Linked DNA regions of Sus scrofa: region 1 is linked to region 2. A link is a contact called in public HiChIP or PLAC-seq data. All regions are on one chromosome and are shown on one strand. The core of a region is the stretch at or near the end of the contact, and the rest is flanking DNA. Distances in the headings are between cores, read along the strand shown.

Region 1 (4,040 bases), core at 692-3,191, 83 kb before region 2:
GTAGACTTTGAGATTGTTCTTCTGAGGAGTGGATGTTCTTGGGTGAATTATCAGCACCCCTGGGGAAGCAGGGCTGGGAAAATCTGACTGTAGAGGAGCCCACCTTCTCCTTCCCACAGAGCACTGAGCCCAAGGCCTATCAGAAGGGGAGGTCCTAGATGAGGTCCTGCTGCTCTTGAAGATACCTCGGGGCTCAGTGACAGCAGCCGATGGTGACAGGCCAGGAGAGGAGAGCCCTGGCTGTGCCGAGGCACAAGGTGTGCTCAGTACGTATTTGCTGTGTGGGAGCCAGTCACGGCTGCCACGTGCAGCTTAGCTGAGAGCTTCCTGCCTTGGTCCAGAGCATGTGTGACATCCAGTGTCCTCACAGGAGGGCTGGGACGAGGGTGAGACCACAAGACCCCCCTCTCAGGATCCCACCCTGCCCTTGCCCCAGCCTGAGAGTGGGGCCTCCTCGTCTCCCCTGTTCTCGGGGCCTGGGACCTGCCTCAGAAAGGGGAGGGGCAAGATCCTGGTCACATCACAGATGACCCCTTGCTGCAGGGCTGTGGGAACCCAGCACAGAGAGCACCTGGTTCCATCTGGGCAGGATGGGGCGGCTCCCAGGGGCCATGTGAGCTGCACTGGGAGGGGTCAGCAAATATTTGACGGGACGGGAGGGAGCGTCTTAATCCAGGGAGCAGGAGCAGGTGACAGGCTGGAGGCTGATGGGGGCTCTTTCTTAGGCCCAGGAGGGAGGGGTGACCCCTGAAATGGGGAGGTTTTTCCCAGGTCCCTGCTCCTGCAGGAGCTCCCTCCCTCTGAGGTTCCAGTGGGAGGGTCTCAAAGGTCTGTGGGTACAATCTCCGGGGCTGTGGGTGGGGATCTGTGAGCCCACCCTCTTCCCTGTGTGGTAGAGTAATGTGCTCTGAATGCCTGGGTTTGGTAGAAGGTTGTGCAGGGGGATATGGTCTGTCTTCTTGTACAGAAGAGAGATGCTGAGAACCAGCTCAGCCAAGAATCACGAGGGAAAGCTCAGCAGAAAGAGACTGAATGATGTGGTTGGAGTGAGAGTCATGGACAAATGGGTGGGCAAGAGCCCTTGCAGAAGCTGGGAACAAGCCTGGGAAAGGAGCGGTCTCTTCACCAGGGGGGCTTCTCCAGCTTTAAAAGGTAATGCAGCTGGAGTGACTGATGGGATGGATGTGAAGACTAAGATGAAGAGACCCCAGGAGAGTGGGACACTGAGACTCCCCAGGAGGGCAGTTGGCTGCCCCAGGAAGGAGGGCAGGTCCCCCAGCCTGCAGCTTACACACAGTGGGGGTCCCTGGTCCTGTTGGGAGACCGCTAAGGCTTCTCAGGCCAGCAGCCTGTGCAGGTCTGAGCTGTGGCTGGAGGTGCCGGCCAGCTTGTGTTGCACTGAGTGCCTCGGGGAGGCGGCGGCCGTGGTTGAATAAGGGCAGGCTTGATCTCGGAGGCTTCTGAGATGCAGCCACAGTTCCGCTGCCTGGAATGAGGCAAAGGATGCAAAAGGCTGCCCTGGGTCAGGCCGGGCCTCCTTCCCCCTCATGTGGCTTCTCAAGTTCCGAAGTCACCTTGTGTGGGGGAATCACCGCACCGAGAGGGACCTGGACATGGAAAGACCTGGACCTGGAAAGACCATTGGTGTGAAAGAGCAGAGACCTGGTCCTAGGCCAGGTTGTACTACTACGGACTGGCTTCCAAACCATGGGTTTATTCATTAACCTCTTTGGATCCTCAGTTCCCACATCTGTGAAATGGGAAGGTAATTATAATGATATCTGTCTGTCTCACAGAAGCAAATGCTTTGTAAATTGGAAAGAGCGAGACAAGTTGGGGATGTGCATGGTCAGTGAGCCCTCTCACTTTGTAAAATGGTTGGAATGTTGCTGAGAAAGTAGAAATTTGGATTTCCCCAAATTTCTTGGTGTTCTGCCAGCATGTCTGTTTCTCTCCCAGTGTTCCTTGTTGGCTTAAAGGGAAATGGTGTGTGTGATTCCAACAAAAGCCTATTCATTTTCCATGGGGTTTGGCTTTGCCCTGCGTGTGGGGAGAATAAGCAATGCTGGCGGCAGCAGCCGGGTAAGCCCCAGGGTGCAGGCAGGAGTAGGTAAATGCCTACATTTGCATTGGGGGTGTGGGAAGCTGACACTTCCCCAGAAGAGCTTTGTTCTTTTGCTCTTCCTTAGGCACCTGATAGCTGAAGCTACAAAAAAATTAAACTTACTAAATAGTATAAAGACAGGAGACAGCACCCAAAGCAGCCGAGACCTAGCCCACCCTGGCTGAAAGACGGTGACTCCTGTGCCGAAGCAGAGGCTGACATGGGTGAACAGGACTGCCTGGGGCAGAGCTGTGACCGCTGGGAAACAGGTAAGGGGATCCTAGCTGGGGCTGGGGCATCTCCAACAGTGTGAGGTTGTTTATATATTTATTCTGCAATTGTTTATTAAGGTCCTACCGTAGGCGCTGGGATAATAGAGACCCCCTCGGAGCAGCTTAACGGAAGACTGGTGGGCTGCAAACCCAACTGCGGGAAGCCCCGCCTTAGGGTGGGAGGAACCCAAGCGCTTCTTTCGAGTGACGCTTCTTCGTTCCTCTCTCTCGTCTCTCTCGCTTCGGTCTCCCAGATGTCTTTTCTGCTGCTGAGCAGACTGGCAGGCAGCCGGTGATGGGGCCCTACTTGGAAGACCCCCTCCTCTGCTGGCTCCTGCGATTCTTCAGCCTCCTCGTCAGTGAGTGGTCCTGGCTCCTGGGAGGGAGGGCCACTGGGTGGAGCAGGGAGGCAGGGTCTCCTTTCCCCGTATTAATATCTTCTGTGAACAAAGAGACAAAGCAGCTTTGTAATTTTTCAGTAAATGCAGTGCAATTGGTTTAGAGTTCCAGGGTGAACAGAACAAACTGGCCTTTGGCTTGCGGAGAGACTGGGACCCTGAGCTCAGACAGCCCTGGCTGTAGGAAGGGAACCATTTCCAGGGACCTGAGATTGCTTCTGCTGCCTGGAGCTGCTTGGGGAAAGGGTGGGAGACTTAAGCTGGCTCCTTGGTTTGGAAGGGCGTGAAAACAAGGGTCCCCTAATCTGGGCTCAGCGGGGACCTGACAGCCTCTGCAACTTGAACCGGGGTCTGCGCCCGGAAGAAGCGGGTCTAGTCTGGGCTTCTTGACCAGATGCAGGATGTTGAATACCGTGAAATTCTGCTTTTGTAAAGGGAAGAGCAGCCTCTAAAACTTAAGGGCGTCTTGTATGCCCACATGTTGTAAGGCATATGGAGAGACTATGGAAGGAACTGGTAACAGGCTCCAGAAAGGGGCTGAACCTGGGGAGAAGAGAAGGGAAGGGGAAGTAGAAACAATAGGGAGTTCAGTGAAAAGGGAACTGGAGCCTGGGTGGACAACAACCTCATCACATTTCCTTCCAGACTTCATGGGAGATGGATAAGGAAATTAAATGAACACCAATGAGGAAATACTAAGGAATTTTGAAGTATGAATTCTGGAGAGAGAGTTGGAAAGCTTTTATTGTTTAAATTTTTTGTTTCATATCCCAGCCTCTTGCAGGAGTTACATAAAGTTTAATGACTTGGGGAACTTCTGCAAACAGATGTCTCAAAGTAACAACAAACTTGCGAAACATTACCTCCTTCTAAATGAGGTGACTTTATGTCACAGTAAAATGTGGCCTTTCTTTCTTTTTCAGTTTTGTTGAGCTGGAAAATATGTCATATTAGTTAGAGTTTTCTCTGCAGGGTCTGGGGTTGGACAACTACAGATGACAGAGATGACAGAGAGAGAAAGGGTGGGGAGAAAAGTGGATAAAATTTTAGGTTACTTTATGAGCGTTGATTTTCATATTATTTAAATAAACCTTTTTTTGTGTGGTCTTTTTAGGGCTGCACCCACGACATAGGGAGGTTCCCAGGCTAGGGGTCGAATCAGAGCTGCAGCTGCTGACCTACACCACAGCCACAGCCACGTCCACACAGGATTTGAGCCATTTCTGCGACCTACACCACAGCCCATGGCAAGGCCGGATCCTTAAC
Region 2 (3,913 bases), core at 405-2,904:
ACAAGGGACCCCGATGGAAAAGGCACCAGAGAGGTGGGCAGAGGGAAAGCCCTTGAACCACAAGGCTGTCACACCACGTGGGTGGCCCCGACTGCCGGGGGAGGGGAAAGGAGTGGAATCCCAAGGGCTCCTCCTGGACCAGGACCCCCCGCTCGGAGGAGACCGTTTCTGTGTGGTTTTCGCCGACCTGGAGCAGGGGGAGCAGACAGGGCTCTCCAGCCCCCATTGCCCAGAGTCCACGCTCTCTCCCCGCCCTCCCCAGGCAGTGCGGAGACCAAACAGAACACGTGCCACTACACCTGATTCTCTGACTCGTGTGCTCGGAACTCAGGGTCCTGACAGAAGCAAAGCCAAAGGGAACTGAAACACACATATTTGCTGAGGCAAACATCACAACAAACAAAAAAACCCATCAACGACGAAGAGCAGTGGAGAAAAAACCTAACATGAGACCTCCGCAGATATTTGGTCCTCCAAAATAAAGGAAACAAACAACAGCTTGCAAAAGACTGATAAAACCAGAGGTGAAAGAGGAACTAATACATCAGATTGTGAAGGGGGAGGGGCTTAAGACTAATAGAGGAGAAAAAGCATTCTTTTGCAGAATTTAAAGTTGCAAAGAACAGAATCAATACCACAGAAAACACTGTCAATGGCGTAGAAGACAGATGAGAAAAATAATAGAGGAAACAAGAAGGAGGCCATTAGAACAATAAGGACCGATGACGATGGAGATCAAACACGTCGATAACTAGGGTCCCCAGGGAAGATACAGAAGGATGGAGAAATAGATTCCAGGATCAACATCATCCACGTCCCCCCCGAAAGCCAACCTCTTCCGACTCTCAGAGCCCTGGCTGGTTGTGCTGTCAAGACCAGGCACCTGGTGTCTGGGATGGAGGTGGCGATAGTCTCCTATCTTAGAACTCACACCTGGGGCACAGCAGTGGATGGAGCCCTCCACCCAGAAGAACCTCAGGGACTGAGCTCAGATGGGTAGGTAGTAGGGGAGGGTGGCAAGAACGGGGCTGAAGCAGGGAGCCAACTGGGAGGTCTGGGCGTGATATCTTAACCCCCAACCCTCTCCCCAGACCAGGCATTTCCTTCTCGGACATCCACAAAAGGAAGGCTCTTTTAAAGCAAAAACAGGAGTTCCCGTCGTGGTGCAGTGGTTAACGAATCCCACTAGGAACTATGAGGTTGCGGGTTCGATCCCTGCCCTTGCTCAGTGGGTTAAGGATCCAGCGTTGCCGTGAGCTGTGGTGTAGGTTGCCGACTCGGCTCAGATCCCACGTTGCTGTGGCTCTGGCGTAGGCCGGCGGCTACAGCTCCGATTCGACCCCTAATCTGGGAACCTCCATATGCCGCAGGAGCGGACCCCAAAATGGCAAAAAGACAAAAAAAAAAAAAAAAAAGCAAAAACAAACCCCCACACTCTGACCTCATGATCTGGAGGGAACAACTTTGTGTGGGTCCTGGGGCTTCAAGAAACTTCCTCATTTCGACACTCAGGGGTTCCCCAGCGTAAATGCCTGCCCCTACGCCAAGGGGGAACATGATCACCCACAAAGCTGCCTGGCTCTTTTTTTACATGAGAGTCATTCGAAGGATCCACCAGACACGTGACAAAAGCCAGAAGCATGACACATGACGTGACACATGACCAGACACATGACAAAAGCCAAAAGCATTCCAGCCACTGGGAGGTGGAGTGGGAGGCAGCTTGGTGGGGTGGGGGCAGCAGTGAGTTAAATCTCCCTAAATTAGCCAGAAGTCATTAGGTGATGTTTTGGTTTGAAAACTCCAGAAATAGCCTTAGAAGCATTACTGAGAGACACAGAAGTAACCACAGAAAAACTAAATCCAGAAATAATAGAAGTGGGTGCCTCTGAGGGAAGGAACTGGGGCCAGCAGGGAACTGAGACTTTTCACTTTGTTTTTTAAAACCACATGCATTTATGACTTTTATATGAAGGATCTGATGACACGTATATACTTATACTATGTATATTATATATAATAATAAAATACATAATATACATTATATATATATATATTATTTTGAGACCACCATGCCTGCCAGTCAGAGAGACATGATTCCAGGAGTAAGGGACCCAGATGGGAAAGGGAGCAGGAGGGGTGGGGAAGGGAAAGGCCTTGAACCACAAGGATCTCACACCACACAGTCACAAATATGTATACATATTGGCTACACCCATGGCACGTGGTAGTTCTCAGGCCAGTGAGCAAACCCAAGCCACAGTAGTGACCAGAGCCATAGCAGTGATGAACACCAGACCCTTAACCTGATGCTCCACAAGAAAACTTTAAATATTTAAAAAGAAGAAATCTGACCATAAAGCAGCACGTCTTCAATGTCTTTTAGGGGGAATTTTTGGGGCTGCATGCACTGCATGTGGAAGTTCCCCAGCCAGGGATTGAACCTGCACTGCAGTTGCAACCTGCGCCACAGCTGCAACAAAGCTAGATCCTTAACCCGCAGTGCCACAGGGAAACCTCTAGTACTTCTTCAATGTGAACGTGTACTGATTCACCAGGCCATCTTGTTCAATAGCAGATTCTGACTCAGTAGCTCCAGGGGGCCTGGGAATCTGCATTTCTTACAAACACCTGGGTGAGGCTGAAGCCACAGGTCTGAGGACCATGGGCAGGTGGCAGAAGGCTGTAGATGATGCTAAAAGCCAGCCTGCAGCCTCTGAAATAAATTCTGTGGGTAACTGGAAATCAGTGAAGCTCTTTGAACAGGGGCGAGGCGGGATCTGAGGGTGCTTGAGGAGGATTAATCAGGGCAGCAAGGCTTATCCAGGAACACTGGAGGCACAGGGCAACCCATTGTAAAAATTGTAAAGGAAATTCACAAAAATTTTGTAATTGTAAAAATCCATTGTAAAAATTGTAAAAATCCAAGCAAGAGATGGGGGCTAAGTCAGGGCAGTGATGGGGGCAGAGGTGACCGGATAGGGAGACACGTTGTGGAAGATTCACCAGGTGAAAGGGGTGAAGGCGAGAAGGTACCCAGTTGACCAGTGGAGAGGATGAGGAGCCCAGCCTGGGGGCCCGAGGGTGAGAAGCCTGTGGAACCAACAATGGTTGGCAATTCTGAGATAATAGAAAACATGTATATTGCCCTTGTCTTGAGTTCCCCTTGGCACACAGTTCCTAAAACCCTTGTAATTTCCTTAGCGATAAAAGCATTAGAGCATCTTTTGTTCTAACATTTGGTCTTTGACCCTGGTTTCTGAGACCGGGTTCCTAAATTTCTGGGAATAACCTGGCTGATAGCAGAGTCTTTTGTCCTAATGAGGTGACTCTTGGGGGTGGGGGGCACTGGTCAACCAAAAAGACCAGGCTAAGATTAGAAGCTTGGCATTTTCAACCCCATTCTTATTTATCCAAAGAGGGAAGAGAGACTGGAACTGGGGTTATTAATCTATCATGCCTACAGGAGGAAGCCTCCATAAAATTCCACATAGGATGGGACTTGGGAGCTTCTGGGTTGGTGACCACATGGAGGTGATGGGAGGGCAGTGCACCCTGGCAGGGCCCCGAAGCTCCATGCCTCCTCCCACACACCTTGCCCTCTGCATCTCTTCCATCTGCATGTTCATCTGTGTTTTTGACCATATCCTCTTATAATAAACTGGTAAACAGTAAGTCAACTCTTGTCTTGAGTCCTGTGAGCCACTCCAGCAAGCTAATTGAACACAAGGAGGAGGTTGTGGGGATCTCCCAATGGATAGAATCACCTGAGGCACAGGTGACAACATGGACTTATGATGGGAATGTTAGATGAGGGAGGGGGAGTTCCCCTTGTGGCTCAGCAGTAATGAACCCGACTAGTATCCATGAGGGAGCGGGTTTGATCCCTGGCTCCGATCAGTGGGTTAAGGAC

Evidence for each region. HiChIP or PLAC-seq counts read pairs in DNA pulled down with a chosen protein or histone mark.
Region 1: a contact with region 2 is called in an H3K27ac HiChIP or PLAC-seq map of alveolar macrophages, with 5 times the contacts expected there. The contact joins the promoter of LOC100525572 here to the enhancer-like site in region 2. A contact is called at or near these places in 2 of 5 promoter capture datasets (fetal liver and liver), 34 of 47 Hi-C or Micro-C datasets (adipose tissue, alveolar macrophages, blood and 17 more) and 2 of 2 datasets of contacts at active chromatin or transcription factors (alveolar macrophages and skeletal muscle).

What each region holds. Positions count from the first base shown.
Region 1 is chr4:92,789,562-92,793,601 of Sscrofa11.1, reverse strand. LOC100525572 (SLAM family member 9) reads left to right here and starts at 1,941. Exons shown (of 9, transcript XR_002343395.1): 1 at 1,941-2,082; 2 at 2,190-2,373; 3 at 2,631-2,735.
Region 2 is chr4:92,706,347-92,710,259 of Sscrofa11.1, reverse strand. No RefSeq gene overlaps it. Among named protein-coding and RNA genes, the nearest start is that of FCRL5, 130 kb to the right of the region's middle. Within about 2 kb of position 1,654, at least 15 of the 83 cell types and tissues checked have an H3K27ac peak or open chromatin away from gene starts, as enhancers often do. A contact at or near this core is called in alveolar macrophages, liver, retroperitoneal adipose tissue and 1 more, where this site is marked.